3 separate regions of the Mus musculus genome follow, and regions 2 and 3 are each linked to region 1. The links are chromatin contacts, called in public promoter capture Hi-C maps. All regions are on one chromosome and are shown on one strand. The core of a region is the stretch at or near the end of the contact, and the rest is flanking DNA. Distances in the headings are between cores, read along the strand shown. Region 1 holds the start of Mtx3 (metaxin 3). Region 2 holds the start of Arsb (arylsulfatase B). Region 3 holds the start of AW495222 (expressed sequence AW495222).

Region 1 (5,007 bases), core at 720-3,219:
ATGTGTCCACAAAGAATGATCACCCACCACCTCAGTGGCCAACAAGACACAGAGAACCCACATCCTCACTGCAGCATTTGATTTAAAATGTCTTATTGTAGGATACAGACTCTCAGCTTTATTTTTATTGCTTAGAATTTTATTTCTCAAAGCATGAACTTTCCTTTACACTGAGTCAGAAAGTTAAGTTACCTTCTTAATATGAAGGGGGCCCAGCCATCCCCCAAAAATCCTACAGTGATGCATGGTTCCTCCTCTGTGTTGTTAATATTTTATAAATCTCTACATTTACTTGTGACAATGGCTTTTTATAGTTTTGGTTGTAACCTAGCCTTTAACAGCCGAGCCATCTCTTTAGTGGAACAATGGCTTTTTATATTTACCTATGTGTAATGTCTGGTTTGTAGACTATACATTCCTAAGGAGACACTCCACATCCATCTATGTATTCTTCCAGAGCCTCCTAGTACCTCAGATGTACTCTCTGCTCAATAAATGTGTTGTTTAGTTTCAACTATACATTTGCTAAGCATTTCCTACTTAAAAAGTGTGACTAATGGACTTTTAGGATTGGAATGTCTTTTCTTTCCATTTTTGAGATATACTATTTTTGAGGCAAAATATTTAAAAAAGACTTTAGGAAATCAGAACTGTAATTTTGGAGAGTTGCCCCCTTACTGTGCAGAAAAATGCCTAGAAAATGTTGCTGAATATTATTGTTACGGCAATAGGTTTCAATTGAAGGGGACCCTAGCATCTTCTTGTGATAGAGGAAAATAGAAAACCCAAAGATGTATCAAAAGGGCTGTTCCAGAAAGACTATTGTTCTGTCTATAAAAATCACACAGCTCCCAGGTCCTGATTCTGAGATCCAAACAGTATGCCCAAATCTCCACATTGCCAAGTTTTTTCTTTAATGGTTTTTCTGAGAAATTAATATTTAGTGCATGCCCATTAGGTCCAAAGACAAGACTGGCTGAATGACTTACAATGCTTAGTCTAAAATAAAAGTGCAGAGCCCTTTGCACCAAGATTATGACCTCAAGAGAGTGATAGCAGAACATGACGTGAATGAAGAGCCTTTCTAAACACAAGACCTTCTGTGTCTTCACTGGCCCCACACCTAGGAAGCCACAAAGAGCTTCTGTAGAGTGGATGGCAAAAGGCCTGTGAATATGGACAGAAGCAAAATTCAAAATTCAAGTGCATACAGGGAGCCTCAGGAAGCTGGAAGAAATTCATGATTTTGAAAAAGCTAAGTTTAACTCAAAAAAAAAAAATCTTTTTATGTGTGTGCTTTGCCTGCACGTATGCACCACGTGAAGGGCTAGTGCCGGTACAGGCCAGAAGAGGGACTCAGGTCTCAAAGAACTGGAGTAAAATGACTGTGAACACAGCGTAGGTTGGGGGAACCAAGACAAGTCTTCAAAAACTGCTCTTAACTGAGCAACCTCTCCAGCCACACTAAACTTAGTTTGGGGAGAGCCACTAGAGAGGAAAGCCATTCTGAATTAAAGGAGTGTGCACGTTGGAGTCCCCTGTTAAAAACTTAGGAACAGGGTTAATTTTGAATGAGGTTGAATCACATTAACATAAGAATGCCAACTGAAATTGAGACTGGAAAGGCAGGCAGGCAAAGGACCATCACAATGACTGAACATCGCAAACTTGTACCGACGACCTCCATGTCAGTTTAAACTACTTTTGTACAGATTTATATATACCATAGTGATGCTTTCAAGTTTTGTTGTACATTAATACTGAATGCAATAAATACTTGGAGGACTCTTAGGAGGTCTGTTTCCCTTCCGGCACAGCTCCTAGTCTGGTTGCTAAACCTTCTCTCAAAGGCCTGCTGCTGTCCTTTCTGACTCTGTCCAAAGCCCCAAGGAGTCAGTCCCAGCTCCTCGTCCCGCCCCCCTCCATTCCACGTGCTGGAGAGTGGGCGGTACGAGTACTTCCGGGTGACAGAGGTCAGCCCCGGCAAGATGGCGGCCCCCATGGAGCTCAGCTGCTGGGGAGGAGGCTGGGGTCTCCCTTCGGTCCACAGCGAGTCCTTGGTGGTGCTGGTGAGGCCGCCTCGCGGGCCAGGGCGCGGGAGGACTGGGCTGGCTAGCCGCGGGCTCCGCTGGAGACCGGCGGGCCGCTTGCAAGCGTCAGGTCCCGGCGGCCCGGCGGCGCTGTTCCTGCAGTTGGAGAAGCACACACGCGGCCCCGCAACCTCAGGCCCTGCCTCCTGCATCCGAGGTCCCCAGGAGCGGGGAGCCTGCGCGTCCCCGATGGCGGACGGGGGAGGGGCGTGGGCAGCCTCAGGCTGCCTTTGAGGGTGCATCAGTCAGAGCCGTGCTGCAGACCTTGCAAGCCTGCTCTCAGTGTCTAAAATCTCTTATTGCAAACTCTGTTTCAGGCTTATGCCAAGTTTTCTGGCGCGCCCTTGAAAATCAATATTATAGATAACACCTGGAGAGGGTCAAGAGGTACAGTATAAGCTTTCAAACGCCCCCCTCTCTGCCCTTTTCAACAGTTGCATCCCTTTCTGCATTACAGCCATATAGCCCAAGAGTACTTGGGGCGTCTTAGCTTCTTAGAATGACCTTGGCTGTGTGTTGGTTGTGTTTGGTCATTTCGAGTAAGAACTAAAGGTACAAGACAAACCTGGAAAATTGGAGAGACGAAAATGTTTTTTAGTGCTGCCCTTTGTAAAGCCCACAGAAGTTTATACCCATACTCTTCCATGTGCCAACTGGTGTAGTTTTTAAGGCATTGTAATCTTCAGAATAAATCACGGTGTTTGCTTGTGTGTAAATTGTTTTTGATTATAGGTGATGTACCAATTTTGACAACTGAAGACAGCATTGTTTCTAAGCCTGCAAAAATTCTAAACTTTCTAAGAAAACAGGTGGGTAGCTCCTTTAGAAGAAGTAGGTAGTTTTCTGCATGTTACTCATTATTATTATTATTATTATTATTATTATTGTTATTTCAGACTGGGTTACATGCTAATCTATGCTGCCACTGTGCAGCACAGACTGGCTTTAAATGCTAGAATTGTGGGTGTGACAATTACACCTGGCATCCTGTATGACTTATTTTTAGTTCACTATAAGGTGATTTTAATTTTTGGGGCAACTGGGAATGCCTGGATCTTGACAATAGAGAAACAAAGACTTGCTTACTGGTGCTGAAAGGCATGCATTTTATTTTACTGTGATCTGGAAGTTTAATGAAGTATATGTAATGTATTTATTGTGAATTTCTTGAAAAGGATATAAGATTCAATTTAGTTATTCAGACTTATTCTTGTTGATAATGTTATCACTTTAGTCCTGTTGTTACTATACATTTCATGCTAAGTGTGACACCCGAGTTCCCATCATATGGCAACTATTTTATTTGATCACTTTTGTTGTTATTGTTTGGTTTGGTTTGGTTTTATGCTGAGATTTGAATACGGGACCTTGTAGTCACTGGTAGGCAAGCGTTCTACCACTGAGTTGAATACTGAGTTTTGTATTTCTACTTTAAAAAAGCACTTATCTGATAGTTACACGCCTTATGAAAGCACGTATCTAAAGTGTGTGAAGTGTAAATATTTATGTAGTAAGTCATGATATTTAAACATAAAATGATTCCTATAAACATGACGGGTATACGTGATTTGTCAGTACTTTAAGAAAAAAATCTTGTACCATTAAAATTTGAACCGTTTCTAAATTGAGAAGTTTCCTTTTTTTATGGAAAAAAAAACATTTTAATGAACTGTATGTTTTTTTCCTTCCTTATGAAAAACAATTGCTTTTATTCATTAACTTGTACCACGTGCCATACTTTGAACAAAGGTCATTGATAAGCATGAAAGCAATAGAATGTAGTTGACAAGCTGTAAGCAACATTGGGGTTTTTTTGTGTATGGTGCATTAAGAAAGTTTTCATTGGTTAGTATTCCTCCCTCTTAATGTTAGGTTTGACATTTGTGAGGGAGAATAGGAGTTCTAACTTGTTTATCTCCCTTGTCCTAGGAATGTCCTTTGACCTCTGAGAGACTGTTTTTCTCTTTGATAGAAATATAATGCTGACTGTGAGCTCTCAGCAAAACAAGGGGCAGACACACTGGCTTACATCGCTCTCCTGGAAGAGAAACTTCTCCCTGCTGTGGTGAGCATCTCTGAGTATGACAGACAGTATTTCAGTGACTTAGTTGAAAATGTTGTAGTCTGTTTAGAAAGAACAAAAAGGGTTGTTGGGGGCGGGGGGCGTCTTAAAGGGGAGATTTCTTGTATTAGCCTTGATCTTTTATATTATGACAAAGCTGAATTCTCCTAGACATTTACCTTCCCATTGAAGTGGGTAGTCCGCTTTGTTTGTTTGCTTGTTTGGCTAATGAAACATTCTACCACTGAGTTACAGTCCAGTACAATAATATTGTTTTGGAAATGAACACTATTGATGGAAGATGAGACTTTGTTCCATGTATAGAATTGGCTATATTGTAGTTCGTTCATCCTGAGACTGTTTGCTGAGCACTGACTACGTGCTAGGCCGTATCCTGGGTCCTGAGATATAGCAGTGAACACAATTCATAATGGTTAAAATAATCTCATTTTTACCTTGAGTCATTTGATCTGGAAAATTTAAATGAAGTTACTTTATTCAAAGACAATTATGAAAATACCGTCACATTGACTGGGTGGGGTTTGTCTTGGCGGAGCTTCCCTATAATGCTTTATCTTCTTTGGCAGCTTCACACCTTCTGGGTGGAGAATGAGAACTACTTCACCGTGACAAAGCCGTGGTTTGCCTCTCGTATCCCTTTCCCTCTGAGTTTAATCCTGCCGGGAAGGATGTCTAGAGGAGCCCTGAATAGGATTCTCTTGACAAGGGGAGAACCTCCCCTCTACCATGTCCAAGAAGTGGAAGCACAGGTACAGCCTGGATTCTCCCAGCCGGCGCTCTGTTGGAAAGGGAGAGGTGGCCTTACCTAGAATTTCTACCTGCAAAGCACTTTTC
Region 2 (5,007 bases), core at 1,164-3,663, 930 kb after region 1:
CTCCCTCAACCTGCCCCTGCCAATGTTGAGTTCAGCCAGAAGCAGCCTCCCTAAAACCATGATGTCTCCCTCTTTTTCTTTTTTCCCTTCTAGGGTTGGGATATATTGGTGTCATGAGACATTGGGCCAGGCTGTACCGGGCAAAAGCCCCAAGCCATAAAGAGTGACTTAGCTCTACCCGACCATTTCAGAGCCACCGAGAGAAACGGTATGCCCAGATGCTGAGAACAACCCACTTGCTCCCAATCAAACTAAACCAATTAGCTATAACTTCCTGGTTGCACTGTGCATGTACGTGTGCAAGTACGTGTGCATGTGTGTGTACATGTGTGTCTCCTAGCCCTGGTAAATGCACTCAGTCTCCATCCCTTTGAAAAGGTAGGGCCCCTCCGTGTTCTAATAAAGCAGTGTCACTCAGCCTGTTCAAGTGTGTGTGTGTGTGTGTGTGTGTGTGTGTGTGTGTGTGTGTGTGTGTGTGTATGTGTGTTGGGGGGGGTGCAATTATGTTAAAGGATTATGGCATATTGATCAAAGCAAGAATCCAAGAGTTCACAATGAACTAAATACATAAGAAACTCAGAAACTCATAGAAAGGACGCTAAAAGGTCACTATTGGTAGCCATCCTAATTATAATCTATTCACACAAGAAATGAAAGCCAATAAGCAAAAGTTTGAGTACTACTTAGTAATTACAAGGGGGAGATGGTAACTCTGCAGTGGAGACCTGATGCCAGTAACACAGGGGTCCCACAAAAGAGCAAACCAACACTGTTCCTCTCTGTCTGAGGTACCAGGCATCACCCCACATCACCTTCCTGTACTCTTGTACGAAGCTGTTGCCTGAGTGAAATCCAAAGGAAACACCAAAGGAACACCAGTAGAGAGATTTTTAAAAGAACCACGCACAGTATGCATGCCATAGGTCTTCAGTATACAGATGAAAATCAGACTTTTCCCACCTGCACATTGCCAGGGCACCCCCAGCTGACATGCTCAGTTGAAATGCAGGGCACGGGGATTTTGGTGGGTGCTTAGTTCCAGGAGCAGTATTACTGGAGGCTGTTTGATGCTTATCAAGGGCAGGGAAAACCTGGACCTTGGCCTGGGACTGTAATCCCAGTTCTGTCAGTGGGAGATGAAGAGGCAGGAGGACAGAGAGCTGGAGGAGCTATCCTGGGGTACATAGTAAGCACCTGCTTAAAAACAAAAAGGAGAGGACTATAGAAAACAATTATGGAGTAGAAGAATATGCAGAGACCACACTATCCCCAACACAAAAGCGAACAAACAACTCTTCTAAGATATTGTTTTTGGGTTTAAAAATGCCAAAATTTAAAACTTTCTGGCTATATTTTACTAAGGATAAGTAGTAGTTATCTACTTCAAAGAAAACTCTTATGTATGTTAAGAGGGAAACATATATTCAAGGATAATCTTTTTTTAAAAAGGAAAATTTTGGCCGGGCGTGGTGGCACACACCTTTAGTCCCAGCACTCGGGAGGCAGAGGCAGGCGGATTTCTGGGTTCAAGGCTAGCCTGGTTTACAAAGTGAGTTCCAGGACAGCCAGGGCTACACAGAGAAACCCTGTCTCAAAAAAAAAAAAAAAAAAAAACCACACACACACACAAAAGAATTTTTTTACTCTCACACAAATCACAAATGCAGAAATGAATACATCATGTGATTTCATCTAATTTATTAGTGAGAAACCGATAAGAAATTAAAATTGGTTATAAGGAACAATACCACAAACGCCCATCAGCCAACCGCATGGAAGTCAGTTGAGTACATCAGCAATAATTACTTTTCAAGGGTATCATTCATCCAGAGCTTCTAAAGCTGTAAAGTAACTCCCACGGACTCGGCCTCAGCCAGAGAGGGTGTGTCCTTCAGGCAGCGCACATTTTTTCTCTCTCCACCTAACAGTTATCACTCATCTCTAGACATTGAGTAAGCAAGTAGACAGTCTTAGGTGGGCATACCCCGAATGTCTTGAAATGAAACTTCACCATTTCATTTTAGATTCTGGGCAGACAGAATGAATGTGTTTGGCCCACTGATGATGGGAAGGAAGTGGCTTCATGGGTACACACTGCACAAAGGAATCTGAAACACCATCTGCACCACCTCTCTTCTCTCATCTGTAATGGTCCAAACCATTACAGGGTTTCTTCTGGGGATAAAAGGAGCGCTAACTATAGTGCTTAGCTGTCAAGTTTGCGGCTAGATTTAATCAGATAAAGGTTGTGAAACAGCTTTGGAACTTGTGGCTCTCGAGTTCATGGCTAAAATAAAGAACGGGCCTCTGGGCCTTGGAAGGACCGGCTGAGTTCGCCCGCGCGCTCTGTGCGGCTCCTCCCCCGGCCCCCGCGGGAGGCGGAGGCCGTGGACGCCGGCCCTCCCCAGCCCGCGGCCCGCCCAGGTGGATGAAATCTTGCTGGGGAGCCCGGCCGCTCAGTTCCCGATTCTGTCGGGGGTGCCCGCAGCACGGGCTCTGCAGGCTGCTAAGGATGGGCAAGCTTAGCCCGTGCACTGGCAGGAGCCGGCCTGGAGGTCCCGGGCCGCAGCTGCCACTCTTGCTGCTGCTGCTGCAGCTGCTGCTGCTGCTGCTGTCGCCGGCCCGGGCCTCCGGAGCTACCCAGCCTCCGCATGTGGTCTTCGTGCTGGCGGACGACCTGGGCTGGAACGACTTGGGTTTTCACGGCTCGGTCATCCGCACGCCGCACCTGGATGCGCTGGCGGCCGGCGGCGTGGTCCTGGACAACTACTACGTGCAGCCGCTGTGCACGCCCTCGCGGAGCCAGCTGCTCACCGGCCGCTATCAGGTACTAGGCGGCCTCCAGCCCCGCGTGACCCCGCGAGCCCGCCAGCTCAGTCGGACCGCGCTCGACAACCCTGGCTTCCCCAGGCTGCTGCCTAGGGCCACTGCGCATGCCTGACTTCCTCCTGGTGGCCGAAGGCAGGAGTGGCTTTCGTTTTCTCTAGGTCAGAGGAGAGCGGGGTTTCTGGGATCTCGAGGTGCTGTGTCTGTGAACCCCCAAAGAGAAGGATAGACGAGGTCCTGAGGAGAAAGGATGGAGAAGAAAAGGGAGGCCCAAGGAGCTCCAGAGGGCCATTAAAGTGAGAGGCTGCACTGGGACGGACCCTAGTGACTGACGCGGTGTGTCATAGATCAGGAGTGACCTACTTGAGCCAGGAGGATAGGAAGCCATGTAGATGGGAGTTTCAGAGATTAATTTAGAAACACTAAAAAGACTTGGGATTGTTGACAAGGGACGCATCACCCGAAAAGCCTTCAGTGAATGAGCGTGGGGGTGGGGTATGTGAAAGATCTTAAGCTTTCTCTCAGCCCCTGTTGTACCTGGGAGTCAGGCCACAGGTGAGATAAGGTGCACCCCAGGCTCCTATATCTTTCCTTTACTAAGTTACCCCCTTGCCTATAACTATGCATATGTCAACAACGTGGAAATTCCAGCACCCACGCTCAGATCCTCCGCTGTGCATGGCTAACAATGGAAGTCATTTCCAGGTTCTCCGTACCCCTACAATGAAAATAAGGGTGCTGATATTTCTTCTACCTTTGAGGGTGAATCCAGCCCACATGAGTCTCTTCACTGCCCCTTTAGAGAGTATGTCCCCCACAGAGTATGTGTATGTTAAATGACTGGGAACAGTAAGAACGTATCTTGTAGTGTTTTTATTGTACTGAAACGTTTTTAAAAACCACTTTATGAGGTAGTTATCTTGAACGCCCTTTACAGGCGAGGAGATAGCTTGCCTAAATTGGATGTCAGCGGGGGAGTCACACGGCTATAAATTGCAATCCTTAGTTTCCTGCACCTACTCGTCTCAGACCTATGAAATTAGGCTCCCCTCAATCCAAGTTTGGTGGGTTTTTAAAATCCTGATGTGATTATGATCAAATTAAATTTAATAACTTTTAGTGGTTACTGATATTCTCTGTCTCTGTCCTTTCTTCCCTTTCTCCCCTTCCTTCCTTCCTTCCTTCCTTCCTTCCTTCCTTCCTTCCTTCCTTCCTTCCTTCCTTTCTTTCTTTCTTTCTTTCTTTCTTTCTTTCTTTCTTTCTTTCTATCCTACACACACAGTCACAGTCTTCTGGCCTTTCTTCATACAGAGATTTAGACAACATGGTGTTAGTATGGCTCTCGATACAAGTCAGCCAAAGATGTCAGATAGCAGATACTCAAGGAAACACGCGTTAGCAGTAAATATAAGTGTGATGCACTCCACTGTGTAATGGGTTATAAGTGTTTATTCAGCAAGCATTTTGAGCTTACTGCCCTCCTACATATGTGTCTACAGAACCTCTCGGATCAAACCTCATGTTCTAAAAATGGTTCCAGCAGTGATTCAAAGACTGAAGAGAGAAGGTAATATTTTTCCGAGGGACTCAGAAATATCTGTAGGCAGAGTTTACTGTGGAGCTAAAGCGTGGTTTGCTCTCCCACTAGCAATAAGGGCATCCCAGGGAATCCAGCAGGCTGCTGTGTTTAATCAGCTAGTCCCCAGGCCAGAGCGAGTATCTCCCAGCACACAGTGGGAGTCTCCACACCACTGCTCCTCAGAAGTAGGGTGAGGTGGTTCTGCATTTGCTCTGAAGATCAAGAACTGGACTCACGTTGCAAAATAATGGAGGGTCTGTTTATTTATGCAACATCCTCCTAACAGACATGGAGAGAAAAACAATTCCTGCATGTCATGCCTCACTTACAGGATTGATTGCTTTAACCCCTAATGTGCTACATCTGCCAAATGCTTGAAAATACCTGAGTATTGGAAGTAAAGCTGTGGTTAATAGTTAAAGGAAAAAGAGAAGTTGTGTACTTCAAAGCCATCTGAGGCGTCTCAGAGGAGCTGACTCAAACACAATCTGTTGCGGACATCACAAGATCCTATTAAGGATTACTTTGCTTAGTGATATACTTTTACTGGAGTCTACCAACGATCGTTGCTTTCAAATACCACATGTTGGTACATTCTCAGT
Region 3 (5,007 bases), core at 757-3,256, 870 kb after region 1:
GCTGGCCCTGGGCTCACAAACCTCTCTCAGCTTTCTGAGTGTCGGGATCACAGATGCCCTCCCATACCCAGACGAACCCTGTGAAAACATGTGTTAGTTGTTTACTACCGTTGCCCTGGAAACTTTGGAGGCTCGTATGGGGCCAGGGTCCGGGCTAAAAAGTGAATCTGACTGCTCTCTGTGCAGGAGTCTCTCTGTGCAGGAGTCAGGCTTACACACAAATGGTCACTGAACTGACTGCTCCTTGTGAGCTGTTCTTTTAAAGACCACCAAAGGTTGCTTTGTGCTGGTGGGGTTTTCTCCTACACGTGTTAGTTAATGGATGTGAGCGCAGGCCCTGCCAGCACCACTCTCATGCCTGTGTGGGCCCTGCCTGTGCATTTCAGGTGAGCTGGGCTGGGAGCTGTACCACAGACGAGAAGATTCTGCGACGCTTTATGAGCGCATCATGAGTGCCGGCCAGGAGGAGGGCATCGGCGACTTTGGAACTTACGCCCTGAACGCTTTGAGACTGGAGAAGGCTTTCCGAGCCTGGGGCTCCGAGGTTTGCATGCTAGCATCCTCACTAACGGATGCTTACCTTACTGTATCTAATGTTGGGAGACTAGTTTTCATAGCATTACTACTATCAGTTCCAGCTAGAAGAGAAATCAAATGCCATTAAATGACTTTGAGTAGGGAAAGAACTCCCCTGCCTCTCTGCTTTCCAGATGAGCACTGACTGGGTTTGGGGGTAACGTTTATTCTGCCTTAATTCCCCCTGCTTAGTGGTGAACCCCAGACATTTTCTGGCAGGCACACGCCAGAGGATCTGAGTATCACCTCTCACATCCTTGCTTTCCCTCTGTTACGTTTCATTTCCCTCTCACAATCATCCTTAGGCGAACTAATGTCCTTTTCTTTTGAGGGACAGGGACAGTGGTCCCGTGTGTGTGGGTCTAGTCTTCCCCACCAGTGGGAATCAAGAGCTTCTCTGTGTACAATTGTTAACCACTTACACAACATTTTTATATGCATTGATTCTGCTTTGCTTCTGTCTTAGTTTCCTTCCTGTTTCTGTGGGGGAAAAAAATACCCTGACAGAAGCGAATTCAGGGAGAAAGGGTTTCTTTCAGTTCACAGGTCCAGGTTACAGTCCTTCAGAGTGGGGAAGTCACAGTGACAGTGGCTTGAGAGAACTGGTCATGTCACATCCATAGTCTAAAATGATTGCAAGCCCCTGGACAGCTGCTAACTGGCTTCCTGCACTTTACCCAGGATCCCCTGCCCAGGGAATGTGGTGTCCACAATTATGAAGGGTCTTCCCACATTGACTGTTGTCATCAAGATAAAGCCCCTATGCGCGTTCCCAGAAGCCCTTGTTCTATGACTTAGCTTTACCACGACTCTTATTTTGCATACATTCACTGGGTTCATTGAGCCCCCAACATCCAGATTCCTGTGACCAGGGTCCTATTTACCTTGTGGGAGAAACAAAACCCTAACTTTTACAGAGAACTGACGTTTTAGGGGCCATTGTAAACATGAGCTTCCGAGTGGGGACTCTGGGGTTTAAATCTATCCTTTACTTAACTCTTGGCTGGCTGGCCTGCTCTCTTATAAAATGGAGTATTTATCCTAAAGAATCAGCGCAGACGTAGAGATGGTTAGTAATGAGCCGAACAAACACACTATACAGTTAATTTCTAGGTTAACCTGAGAGCTCAGGTACTTACCCTTGGGCCTTCTCATTGATGCAAGCTTGCAGGAAGCCGGTCCTGCCTGCTGCAGCGAACTCAAGTTTACAGCCAGGACTCAGGCAAGGCCAGCTGCCCTCAGAAAACAAAACAAATTTGTCCCCATGCTCAGGAAAAAGGACAGAGAAGCCACCCCTTGAGAGTTAAACATCGCTGTATTCTAGCCTCAATTTTTCTGATGTTTTTGGTTTTTTTGTTTTTCCTTCTGCTTCCTCTCCCTGGGCTCCATTTTAGGGTCCTCTTTCCCAACAGTGCCAGAGCGCCCTCTAGTGCAGAAACATCGGCGAAGTCGCTCTGTTTCCCTGAAAAAAAAAATCTCTAATTTTGGCAGACTGAAAAATAATTTCAGAGTAACTCAAACTAATTTAGGAAATATGAGAACACTTTTATGTGGTGTAAAGTAGTCTTACGTTTATCTAGTTTATGTCGACTCTTTGGGAGGTTAGAGCAGGCAGTTCTCATTCCCATAAAGAAATGAACAACAAAAAACCCGACTTCCAGAAAGGTCCTCTGCTCATTAACACTTAACTGAGTACATCGAGGTATTCTGTTCCCATTTCTATACATTTAGCAGTTCCTCCTGAGTTCATCTCTTTCATTTCCCCTCAGTTCTCATCGTATAAATTAGAATCTTCAAAAACCCCTTAAAAACAAAACAGTGATAAAAACCCCCTAACTTCATTCAGGTTTAGAACTAAATATTGGATTTCCCCTGAATTGATGCATCCTATCTCGAGTCAGCTAGTTCTGAGCTTTAATCCTCCCTTCCCGTTTTCTTTCTAGAACTCTGCAAAAGCCAGTGTTCTGTCACCTGCTTTCCCCTCTTTACCCCCATTCATGGCTAAATGCAAGCTAAGCAAAGTTACTTGTTACTTTTTTAAAAACACAATTATGTAATTAAAATTATTACATAACATACATGAGATTCTTGTTTGTGAAACACCATGTACTAGCCTTCAAATATTTATTAAGGTAAAAGATCGGAGGCCAGAGAGATGGCTCAGTGGTTAAGAGCACTGTGTGTGCTTCTCCTGCAGAGAAGCAGAGGTCAGTTCCCAGCATCCTCGATGGGCAGCCCCGTTACTTCAGTTCTGGGAGAGCACACCTGCACACACCCACACGCAGACATGAACACATACATGTACACGCAATGAAAACAGATAAATTCATTAACACCTTTAAAATAAAAGAGCAGTGGAAACCAACCCAATGTTCAGTCTCTGTGTTTGCCATATTTAAAAATAACAGCATTTGCCAAAGGCTTCATTTGAATGGAAAATACTGCTTCAGAGACTAGTCCATAATTGGTCTTTTAAAGAATCTTTACTCAAAAACCATCCAGTGTCCTTAATTCTGGGGAGACTAATATAAGAAAGTGATGTCTCTGTTTCTATCATTGTTATGCATCAGCTCAAGGTGGGAGCCAGTGTTTGCCAGTATTTGCTGAGTGAAGGTAATGGGTTTGTTTCTGTTTTAGTAATCTCTTCATCTCCCCTCGCCCTGTACTTGCTGGGAGTGGTGGTGAACTCCTTTAATCCCCTACCTGGAGGAAGAGGCAGGCAGATCTCTCTGAAGTCCTTTTAAGGACAGCGCAGTTCTTCAGTGAACCAAATTAGCAGGCTCACCTGGGATTCAAAACCTGTTTCCCTTCCAGATGAACTGTGACACAAACCCCTTGGAAGCTGGGCTGGAATATTTCGTGAAGCTGAATAAGGTATGTTTACGTTCCCCAGGGTGTATGAAATGAATGTGAAGGTGATGGCAGTGTTTTACGACAGAGCCACGCTTTCTTTAAAACTTAGCCAAGTGTGACTACAGAAGAAACGAGTTGAATATAAATACTAAACATGGCTTGATGCTCCGTGTGAATTATCCGCCGTAATTTGATCAGCTTCACTGTGGAAGAGCCTGGAGACGTAAGGCAGCAGAACTCAACTTCTTTAAGGGTTAAGACTTAAAACCCAAGGCGCTGGAGAGATGGCTCAGTGGTTAAAAGCACTGACTGCATTTTTCAGAGAACCTGGGTTCAAGTCCCAGCACCCACGTGGCACCTCACAATTATCTGTAATCCCAGTTCCAGGGCATCCCACACCCTCACACAGACATGCATGCAGGCAAAGCACCGATGCACATAAAATTTTTTAAAAATAGTTAAAAGAAGACTAAAACCCAAGGTGAAAGTTAGTAAAAATCACAAGATGATTAACAGATTTCAACAGGCATCTTTATAGAAATTGTGCTGCATGTATGTTGTGTGTGTATCAGCCACCCCTGGTGGCTGGTGAGGTTGCGCGTCAGCTAAGCAAGCAGTAAGGACATTGACTTTCCCTGGATGCTTAAAGGATAGAAGAGCCTCGCCACATTGGGTTAAGCAGGGGTTTATGATTCAGTTTTGCGTCTAATGATAACATCTAAATGTAAACACAAGATGTGTTTCCAACGTGCCCAGTACCAAGTGTGTATTTACTGAGGAGGCCAACACAGGTCCAGAGAACTATTATTCACATCGATATGCCAAAGGGACACTCTACATCAGTGGTCCTCAGCCCACCAGGCTCAGTCTCATCTGTAAACTTGTTAGAAATGTCAATTCTCAGGTCCAACCCTAGACTCACTAAAAGCAGAATTTCGGGGAGCCTGGACAACAAAGCTGTGTTTTAATAAACCCTACGGGGGTTCCTAAGAGTCGAGAAACCCCACCGGTGCTGCATAACTACTGTGGAAACTTATATCATTGGAGGCCATTTCTTTGTGGCCCTGCCCGTTGGAGCCAGCCCTACACATGGAAATAAGGTCATGCCACTGAGCAGTGCTTCAGAGCTTCAGAGTCACATGAAAGAATGTAAAAGGACTTGCCTAAGTAGGTGATGGTGGCAAGGTTAGGAGGAACAGCTGCTGTCAGGCTACTGGTTAGGATTCTCCAAATACACCGCCATGTTTCTGAGCTCTAGGCTGGTTTCCTCTCCCGTGGGAATATGTGAGCTTGTGTCTATAAATCGGGCTATGGGAACTTTTTTAATGCTTGGCATCAGCTCCCAAATTCCCAGCTGAAGTATTAACAGGAAATGTGTGTACTTGTTGTGCTTGACTTCGGGGGGCAAGGACCCCATTTAAAGAATTCTTAAAGGAATCCATCTTTCCTGTGCATTTTCCCTGGCTTTTATTTTTATGATGTGCCATCTGTCTCTAGATGAGGGAAAGCAGGTGCTTGGAATTTGAGCAGCTCCTAGCAGCAGATTGCTCCTTGTGGTGACAGAAGTCTGAATTTGAC

What was found. Promoter capture Hi-C pulls out the DNA fragments that hold promoters and counts their contacts.
Region 2: a contact with region 1 is called in a promoter capture Hi-C map of embryonic stem cells, with 3 times the contacts expected there. The contact joins the promoter of Arsb here to the promoter of Mtx3 in region 1. A contact is called at or near these places in 5 of 39 promoter capture datasets (the C10 cell line, cranial neural crest, embryonic stem cells and 2 more) and 1 of 9 other capture datasets (macrophages).
Region 3: a promoter capture Hi-C map of hippocampal neurons shows a contact between it and region 1, with 4 times the contacts expected there. The contact joins the promoter of AW495222 here to the promoter of Mtx3 in region 1. A contact is called at or near these places in 12 of 39 promoter capture datasets (the 3T3-L1 cell line, 3T3-L1-derived adipocytes, the C10 cell line and 9 more), 1 of 484 Hi-C or Micro-C datasets (cerebral cortex) and 2 of 9 other capture datasets (embryonic stem cells and macrophages).

Annotation. Positions count from the first base shown.
Region 1 is chr13:92,842,799-92,847,805 of GRCm38.p6, forward strand. It overlaps Mtx3 (metaxin 3), which reads left to right and starts at 1,970. Exons shown (of 9, transcript NM_001162945.2): 1 at 1,970-2,069; 2 at 2,408-2,477; 3 at 2,823-2,899; 4 at 4,063-4,155; 5 at 4,740-4,922. The coding sequence starts at 1,989.
Region 2 is chr13:93,769,266-93,774,272 of GRCm38.p6, forward strand. It overlaps Arsb (arylsulfatase B), which reads left to right and starts at 2,414. Exons shown (of 8, transcript NM_009712.3): 1 at 2,414-2,827. The coding sequence starts at 2,513.
Region 3 is chr13:93,717,169-93,722,175 of GRCm38.p6, forward strand. AW495222 (expressed sequence AW495222) reads right to left here and starts at 2,007. Exons shown (of 3, transcript NR_045086.2): 1 at 1,716-2,007. Dmgdh (dimethylglycine dehydrogenase precursor) reads left to right here. Exons shown (of 16, transcript NM_028772.3): 13 at 387-544; 14 at 3,391-3,450.